Linked DNA regions of Mus musculus: region 1 is linked to region 2. Evidence: chromatin contacts called from public promoter capture Hi-C data. All regions are on one chromosome and are shown on one strand. Each heading gives the region's core, a stretch centred on a gene start, on an enhancer-like site or on the middle of the called end of the contact. The rest is flanking DNA. Distances are from core to core; before and after follow the strand shown.

Region 1 (4,764 bases), core at 1,784-4,283, 3.8 Mb before region 2:
TAAGAACTGCCACAAGATGGGGTGGGATGTGGAAGGTGGGTGGGGTGGTGTAGTTTAGAATATAGGAGGTCACTGCCTTGTTTCCCGAAGACATTCTTCCCATATTTGCATAAAAATGTGCTCCTCATTTTTCACTTCATTTACAGTCGAAGGCTTCCCTTGTAAAGTAAGAGCTATCTCTTCACAGGTCAGCTTGAAGAACCCTGCTCTGTGCTCAGTGCATGGCCGGGATTCCATTCCCTTACCTTCTGTTTGTTTTAGTTGCAGCCAAGTCCCCTTCCAAATCCCAGCGCTTCTAGACGTAGCAGGAGGGCTCAGCTCTGTGCAAAACAGGTCGAATGCATTTCCTTTACACCTGCTTAGGCTAATGACCTTCAGTGTCACGCAGAGCAAAGTTACCTTGCATGCACTCAATTGAACCATTTGTTTTGAAAGAGAAAAGACTAATTCCAGAAGAGTCATTAAATGAAAATGAGAAAGTTTAACAAAGAGGGGGAAGCAGGGAGGAAGGTGGAAGAGAGGGAGGGAGGGGGAAGGGGGGGACAGCTTAAGATCCATCTGGGAACAAAATTGTTTCTCTTTGTTTAGGTGGAGGTGAACTAGGTTACTCGGTATGGAAATGATTTTCTTGTGGATGGAGGCTTTCCTGTAAATTTAATTTGCTGTTGATTATATATATATATACATATATATATATATATACATATATATATATATATATGTATATATATACACACACACATATATAACTAAGTTAAATTTATTTTGGTGGAAATTAGTTAGACCTATGACCCAGTAAGCTTTGGAGATCTTTACATGAAAATTGAACTCTAAAAAAAAAAGAAAAGAAAATTGAACTCTTGGCCCATGATCAACATAGCTTGTGCTGCAATGGGTTATTCCTAGGCTAATGTCAGATAGAAGCTGAAATTATTCGGCCACTTTTCAATCCCCTTTTGTCATCCAGTAGATGACGAAACCAATGGTACTGGATTGAAAGAAAGAAAGAAACCAAAAAACTTGAGGTGGAATGTAGCTCTATTAGCAGTTCTTCATTGTTAAGGGGTGGAGCACAATGGGAAAGGGCCTTGATAATCTATACACACCCTATAGGTTGGGGAAATAAGGACATAAGCACTGGCATCTGGATGCTTTCTTCTGGGTTTATATATTACAGATCATATCCAGATTCATTGATGTTGAGTTTTCCTATAGAAGCCCTGTTTCTTATCCTGGCAGGGTATATAAATCTGAAAGTCATCTTTAGGTTGTTCTTTGATATTGAATACTGTTGAGGCTCAAAACGCCATTTGTAAGTCTCCGCAAGGAAGCTTTAACCTTGACCTGCCAAAGTTCTAGGTTTGAATGAAGTGGGTCCTGCTCCACCTGTTTTTTAACCACCAGATCTCCTTGCCAGAATGTTCCCATTCATCCCCAGCCAACACCTATCATCCTTGGCTCGGCAGCAAACCCTTTCACCTCTCCACACCCATGTTCCTGCCTCTCCAGTCCTTTGGCTGCCCTTTGGGATTTGCATACCCGTTTAACAGGTTCCTAGAAGCCTCCTAAAGATCTTACTTTACGGAGATCTGGCTATACCAATTAAGAGAGGGAGTTGAAACAAACACAAATGCATCAATTTATAATGAGAATGCCTCTCCCCCCCCCCCCCCCCTTAAATACAAATTAATTACACCTGGGTTTTCAATCTAGAGTGGGCTCAAGAAAACAACTAATTATGGCTGAGGTTAGCAAAAGATACAAATCCCAGCTATTATCACAAGGTAACACCCTACGGCAGGTAAAAGGTTAAGGAGAGCAGCTGTCTTTGCTAACAATGCTCTGGTTTAAAAAAAAAAAAAGCTTCCAAGAGTGGCCAGCACACAGTAGGTGTTCTAAGAGCTCTGAGAGACTGAGAATAATTAAATCCTGTTAAATTTGTGTTGCAAATAAAACGGGCCTCCCCCACCATATGCTCAGCCTTCCCAAAGGCAGCACCATTGTTCATCTCTTTACACCCCGCCTTTTCCATTGTTTTGGGCGTTGTGATTCTTTCACGTGTGCGTGTGACTTAAAGAGATTCCGAAGCACACAATCAACCCTGACGTCACAGACTTAAGTATTATTCAAAGCAAGTTGCTTCAGGTTCCTGCTTTTTAATGAACTGCTGCTTCTAACGGGTTCAGTTTCTGTGCGGCGTTGTTTCCCGCCTTCTTGGAGTTGGGGCGAGGGATTAAACACTCAGCATTCTCTCGCCGTTCCCTCTATCTCAAAGTTTTTCTTTTCTCCTCTTCCCTTCCCTTTGCTCTATTTCCTTTCACAGGCCGTCGTTTCTCAAGGGTCTTTGCTCCGCTTCCTCCCTCTGTGCCTGCTGGTCCCTTTGATCCTTTCTTTCGAGCCCCTATTCCCAGAAGCTGCAGAAAATACCTTCTTTTTTTCCCCCCCTTTCACGTCACTTCCCTCCCCTCTCCCCATCTCCCTCTCTTCTCCGAGGTGAGTCCCCCTCTAGAGGCCAGCGCTTTCTTAGACGTCTGCTTTCAGACGGCGAGCGGAATTCGAAGAGAGAGAAGGGGGGAAGAAAGGAGGAGAAAGAGAGCCAGAGCCAGGGGGAGAAAAGAAAAAGAAAAACAAACAAAAAAAACCCCACTCGGGCCTAGAGCGCGGAGGCCGGGGAGCAGCGTCGCCATGGCAACGGGCGCCGACAGGAAGCGAGGGACGCGCGCGAGGGCGGGCGCGGGGAGGGGGCGGGCCGGAGGAGGGGTCGGCTGCCCCGGAAGCACCTCCCCGCAGCCCCCTCCCCGCCGGCCCGCGGCCCCCCGGCCTCGGCCCCCCACCCTCGCGGCGGGGCAGGAAGTGACAGGCCCGCGCGAGCCCCCGGCCTGGCGGAGCCGCGGCGCGGCCAGCACCCGGACGGCGGGAGGGGCGGGGAGCGGCGGCCGCGCCGGGCACCTCCCACCGCGCCTGGGCCCCCGCCCCTCCAGGAAGGGGAGGAGGCGGCGCGCCGCCGCCGAGGCCGAGCGACCCCCCCCCCCTCCCCCGCCCCTGAGGTGGACGCCCCCCGCGAGGACTCGGGTGCGGAGCCGGGCGCGAAGGTAACCGGGCGGCCGCGGGCCGGGGAGGGGCCGCATCCCGGGGTCTCGGCGGCGCGGGGATGTTTCCTCAGCCACCTCGGCGTGTGCAACGCCCAGGTACCTCCCCCAGCCGCGCTCCTGCCTCCCGCTCTGCTGCGCTTTGCGGTGCTTGGGTGCTGCGCGTCCCGGTCTTCGTGCTTTGCGCTCGCTGTGCTCGGTGCTGTCTGTCCGTCACCTCGTTGCCTCTGACCGCTTCTCATTCATTTCTCCCTTCCCCGACTTTGGTCCTTCCATCCGAGCATGCTGTCTGGTTATCTCCCTGCTTCTCGCGCTCCGCCGGGCTCCCCGATCTCCCAGTTCCTCGACTTCTGTGCCTCCCCTGCTTGGCTCCCTACTATTAGAATATACATTTCCCTGCTTACCAAGTCCGCTCGCTTCGGGCACAGCACTGTATCCACCCCTTTCTCCTGGTGTGTTTGATTTCTCTTTGGAAATGCATTTTTTTTTTTTTAATCACGCTTCTGTGAAGAACAAGAACCCCTGGGAGTCTTTCCGAGGCGCCCCTCAACCCTTGCTTCTCACTCCATTCTTACTGCAACAGAGTTTTATACTCAAGGGTATTGACTTCTTCCAACACCTGACCCAATAGGCCCAGTAGTATGTCTACCTCAATATTAATTTCTAGTTCCTTCCCATCGGTGTGCGTCTTCCCCAGTTGAGTCCTTAAACACACCCACACCCAAAAGGTGGGAACGTTTAGGGTGGCCTTTGACTCTTAGTTTTAATTTTTGATTGAGTTTGCCACCTAAACGGTGTGCTCTCTTCACTTTCTATACTGAATCTGGAACTCACAACATTCATTGAAAAATGAGGATTTTAAGATAGATTTGTGTGCCTGCGAGGTTTTTGATGGCAGTTTCCCTGGTGAAAAGACTTTAAAATTGGCCCTCTCTGTTTCATTATCTGGGGGAAATGAGGGGGTCATCGAATTGATGAACGTGTTTTATATAAGGCTCTATTGCAAGTAACAGGGTCTTACGTCTCTGAGTGCAGTGAGATAACTCCAGTAATCTGTACAACTGTGCCATGCTGCCTCTAATCCTTACCCACTTTTTTTCCTTCACATGCTGATATTGAGGATTCATGGGTCTGTATCTGTTTAGTGCTTTGATATTTTGGCAAAAGATGTGGGGAGAAAGGTAGACTGAAGTTGATAGAATACCCTCTCTGTACCTCTTTCATTTTATCCGTGTGTGGAGTGGCATTTGTTCGGTCCCAGAGTTAAGTGATGTAGAGATGCTGGGAAGAGAATCCAGAGAAAACTCCACTTCAGGGGCCAAGGTTGAGACTTTTGACTTTTGTTTACTTGTTTGGGATTAATTCCTGAGATAAATCCATTCATCTAATGAAACTAGAGATAGCCCCTAGCAGAAATTATGGTCGGACTTTTATATTCCCAAGCCAAATAGTACTTGGGAGACCTGATAGTTCTAGTACCTCAGTGTATCAAAAATAAAGAATACACAGTGTAAGTTTAACGAAAGAATGAAAACTAAGGAGTAAAATGATGTCATTTTCAGCCGCTTTAGAAGAGTGTTTCTGCTTGCTTCTCTTGTTTCTTTTCCTTTTTTTGATATGTATTTTTCTTTTAATTTATTTTTTGCTGGTTTTAATGTAGCTGCCAGAGGGTAAA
Region 2 (5,047 bases), core at 77-2,576:
AATAGAATTTATTTCAATTTTTATTACAAAAGATATAGTCAAATCAAAAACCTGTGGAATCATTCCATTGAGTACAGCATGTATTACAGATCCACACTGCAGAAGTGGGATTCCTGTGGGTTGGGGAGCAGGGGGAGGGGGTAGGATAGGAAAGCTGATAACATTCGAAATGTAAAGAAAATATCTAATAAAAAATTAAAAATTAAAAAAAAAAAGAAGCTGTACCATAGGAACTGACTGATCTGAACTACTGCCGTAGCAAGTTTTGAACGTTGCAAGTCCAGAAGCAAATCACATTGAGCCATCGTGTTCTCCTGTGCGTGGGACCTAGCTTCTTTATGTCCAGGAGGTAAAGCCTTTGGAATGTCCACTGGGACTCCTAGCTTCCATCAGCCAAAGGGGGTAAGAAATTCATCAACTGCCATCTGAGGGGTGTTAACACAAAACCCACTTACCTGACGTACCCACCGACGTATCTGAAAAGTGGGTTGATTTGTTGTCGTTTCTATTAAAATTGGAACATGAAACAGGATTTGAGGTAGCCTGAATTTGAGGTAGTTCCTGCGGCCACTGGAGGTCCTATTAGGCACGAACGGTATTTTATTCCCTTTGAGGTGAGTTGTGGCTTTAGATTGACAAAATTTATTAACAATTTAAAACGTCAAGGTGAACACTTACACTGGAAAACTGCTTACTAAGTATTACTTTTTCCAGGTCCAAAACCAAAAATTTACACACATCATATCGTTTCATTCAGATCCCAAATGCAGACAACCTTTTCTTCTTACCTCCCATCAGCTTGTCTAACTCATATACTGACTCTTTAGGCTGTGAAACACGATCATTTATTGCACTAATTCCCAAACTACTTAGCTTAACAAAATCTCTTCCCTTACTCTTCCACGCCACGATTCCATCCATGCTGTTTGTAGTTTACTTTTTGATTATCGCCTACCTAGAGTCCAATAGGTTTGCTCCCCAACAGGTTTAACTGCCACTGAAACACAAGGCCAAAGCTAAGCAGGGAGGCCGGACTCCAGAAGGTTCTGCGCCCATCTGCCAGGCGCCCTCAATGCCCGCAGTCCTGGAGTACTGGGTCTGGGTTCCACGCTGCTGAGCGACCCCCATTCCTGTTGAAGCCTTGCAGCGATCACGCCCAAACCGAGGCTAACCCGGGCCTCTGGAAACAACACACTGCCCACCTCCGCCTTAAACCCCGGGTTAGAGAACCCGCTAGGTTGCAGCGCCCTGACCTCCTGAACAGCAAAGAAGGCGGAGCCTGGCCGTGCGCACGCGTGCTGGGCACTGGTCGCTGCTGGGCCTGTGTGAGCATGCGCGGCAGCAAGAAGGCGCGGGTTGCTAGTTTGCAGCTCGGCTTGGCGATTATTGTGCTTTAAAAACCTGCCGGGCCATGCAGCGTCTTTCCCGGTGGGATCCCGTGCGTCTAGGCCGGCTTTTCAATAAGTGCCCTAGCTGCGTTGTGTTGTCAGCCAACGTTGCGCGGGGAAGAAGGTGCCTGTGAGGGGCGTACCCTCTGCCATGAAGAAGATTTTTGGCTTCAGGAGTAAGGGCCCATCGCCCTTAGGCCCCTCTGCCCGCCCGCGCAGCAACTGCGTGGGCTTTGGACGCGAGAGTGCTAGTGGCTCCCACGTGCCCAGGTACCATATTCACGACAAGGATATGGGCAAGATCCACAAGGCTGCAAGCGTGGGAGATGTAGCCAAAGTGCAGCATATCCTTATCCTTGGAAAAAGTGGCGTGAACGATAGAGACAAGAAGGACAGGTAATAAATGGCCCGCCAGTTAGCGGGGCGGGACGAAGCTGGTGGGGGAGCGTGCACCTACCTTGTCTGGCTTTGGGGCTGGAAGACAGAGAGTCTATCTTTCATTAAGGAAGCTTGACTCTTCCCACCTGGCTTTGAATGCCTAAGTCTTAGTGGGGTCTAAGCCCTGACCTGTATGAACAGCAAGGACAGCAACAAAAAACACTTCAGCTGGTTTCTGATCCACTGACAGTTCCCTTCACTGGCAATGTAAAGCGAGTTAACTAACATTTTAACTTTCTGCATACATATAAGAAAGTTTTATGTTGTAGAAATACATAATAGGAGAAATGTTTCTGTTCAAGGTTAAAAATTCTTCCACTAACATACAGGATCCATCTTATCACTGCCGTACACCTGTGTGAATGGTTTTGGTTGGTTGGTTTGTTTTTACTGCATTTTGAAGTGGGAAAATAGTTCCATATTCTCGAGTCAAAGATTGGTAATTCCCAGAACTCGAACTCTGAATATCCTGATCAATTTAACGTAAGCCAAACCCGACCGTCAGCGTTTTAACAATTTTGAGTTTCTTATGTTGCTTTTGATTTTGTGATGAGACGAGAAAAAAAAAACTTTCTAAAGGATAAAACTACTAGTTTTCACAAGTCAGTCGTTTACTAGCAGCCAAAGAGACACAGCAGTGAGCAGGGTGGAATAGAAAACCCAGAACATATCCAATCAAGTATATGTAAGAATTTAGATATTGCTGGGCAGTGGTGGCTCATGCCTTTAATCCCAGCACTTGGGAGGCAGAGGCAGGTGGATTTCTGAGTTCGGGGCCAGCCTGGTCTACAGAGTGAGCTCCGTGACAACCAAGGCTACACAGAGAAATCCTGTCTCAAAAAACAAAACAAAACGAAAAAACCAACCAACCAAACAAACAAACAAAAAAACCAAAAAAGAATTTAGAAGTTGATTCTGGTGACACCCCAGTTAGTAGGGAACAAACACTTAGGAATGAAATGGTTGTTGACTTGTTTGGAGAAAACTAGCAACATTTCTATGTCACTAAAATAAATCCCTGATAGAATATAAGTTAAACACTAAAAGAAAACACAGTGAGAAAAGTACCAAAACAAAACAAAGAGATGAGGAACGACTGCAGAACCACTGTGTGTGTGAGTGTGTGTGAGTGTGTGTGTACACACCCGTGTATGTATCCGTGTATTGGTGATTGAATGCAGGTTTGTAGTGTATCCTCAGGATACTTTCTAACATTGAGCTTTTTAAAATGAAGCATTCTCAAGACCCATTGAACAAAATCTGAGGATAAAGGGACTGTATACTTGCAAAGTGTTCACAGTATGTATGTATATATATAATATATATACACACATATGTATATATATTAGTATATATGTGTGTTATAGATAGATAGATAGATAGATAGATAGATAGATAGATAGATAGATGAGAGCAGTGTTCCTGCTGAAGCTGGTGTTGCTTAGGGCTTCCCAGTAGATGCACTGATTTTTATGTTGCTTTGTATCGTGGGTGGGAGGGGAAGTACGTCTGCTTCCATCCTTTAGTTTGTGTGGCTTTAGTGAGATGTGTTTCACTCAGACAAACAGTAGTGTTATTCAGGGGATCTCCCCCACCCACCCCATTGGTTCAAATATGGTTTATTCTTTTGTATTCATAGCCTGGGGTTTGCTGGTATACTGTTAGTCCTTTCCATCCCCAGTTCTCATCTCTTTATCTGTCCCCTGTCATACCTGCCCCTCACCCATGCACACATACACAAGAACTGCAGGCTCGCCTTGTGGCCAGGGCTGTCGCTCTATTTTCTTTCTTTTTAATATTCTTAAGAGAGATAGATGATAGATAGGTAGGTAGATAGATAGATAGATAGATAGATAGATAGATAGATAGATAGATGAGAGTGTGTCTGTGTGTGTGTGTGTGTTAGTGAAGATGTGTGTATGCCATGCTGTGCTTGTGGAAGCCAGATAACTTTCAGGAGTCAGTTCTCCTTTTAACATAGGATTTAGGGAGTGTATTGAGGTTGTTGGGCTTTTGTGGCCAATGCCTTTGTCCAGAGAAAGGCTAAGTGATGACTAGTAAGCAGCAGACCTTAAAGCCATGTTTATACCCAAGTCCAAGCCACATCCAAAGGATATATACACTTCTTTGCAAATTGGCTGCTCTGGGCTAGGAATGTAACTCAGTAATTGTTTGCTTAGCAAAAGTCTCTGCTGCAAAACACACACACACACACACACACACACACACACACACACACACACGGTTGTATTTTCAAGAATGTACTGTTGTCTGCAGAAAAATACTTGTTTTGAAAGAAGATATAACATAGCGTTCTACATTTCATGAAATGTATTTTTAGATGATACTATGTAGTTTTCCTAAGATGTGCTCTGGTTTTCACAGGACTGCTCTACATCTTGCCTGTGCTTACGGCCACCCAGAAGTGGTGACTCTCTTAGTAGAGAGAAAATGTGAGATAGATGCCCGTGACAGCGAGAGCAGCACGGCCCTCATTAAGGTACCAGCAGCCAGCACTTCTGGCTGAATTGCGTCTCATTTAAACACTTGGGGCATAAAAGACCTCGATTTGATTTAAATATAGTAATAAGTAAAGCCGACAATGTGTGTATTTTGAATCCCTAAGCTGATGATTTTCTCCTTGATGCACTAACACCAGGCCGTGCAGTGCCAGGAGGAAGAATGTGCAGCCATACTGCTGGACCACGGGGCCGATCCAAATGTGATGGACAGCAGCGGCAACACCGCCCTCCACTACGCGGTCTACAGTGAGAACACGTCCATGGCAGCCAAACTGCTCGCACACAATGCAAACATAGAAGCCAAAAACAAGGTATAACGGCATCTTTCTTTCCAAAATCACCAAAGACACAGAGACACATCGTGAAGGTCATTCTTGTCACCCTGACTGGACTGAGAAAACACTGCTGTGTATTTTATAGGAATGTGTTCAGAAATGCTCAGATCATGAGGTCTCGGGATCTAAGTAATGTTTGAATCCATTGGTTAGAATGTAAGATTGAATAGAATTGCCCCTTTAAGGTACTGTGGCTGTGATAAAGGTAATCCATACACCAGTCAGGATCTCGCTGATCAAGCCAGTGTCTTATTTTCTTCTTACTGCGGTCATTTATTTATTTGTAGGGGTAGGAGGTGCCTGTGCGCCACAGTGGACGTGCAGAGAGCAGAGGACAGCTTTAGGGAGTTGCCCGCCCGGGTGT

What was found. Promoter capture Hi-C pulls out the DNA fragments that hold promoters and counts their contacts.
Region 1: a promoter capture Hi-C map of pre-B cells shows a contact between it and region 2, with 3 times the contacts expected there. The contact joins the promoter of Phc1 here to the promoter of Ankrd26 in region 2. A contact is called at or near these places in 2 of 39 promoter capture datasets (liver and pre-B cells).

What each region holds. Positions count from the first base shown.
Region 1 is chr6:122,337,926-122,342,689 of GRCm38.p6, reverse strand. Phc1 (polyhomeotic 1) reads left to right here and starts at 3,033. Exons shown (of 16, transcript NM_001355215.1): 1 at 3,033-3,092; 2 at 4,210-4,218. The coding sequence starts at 4,215.
Region 2 is chr6:118,558,550-118,563,596 of GRCm38.p6, reverse strand. It overlaps Ankrd26 (ankyrin repeat domain 26), which reads left to right and starts at 1,326. Exons shown (of 34, transcript NM_001081112.2): 1 at 1,326-1,784; 2 at 4,212-4,326; 3 at 4,486-4,659. The coding sequence starts at 1,540.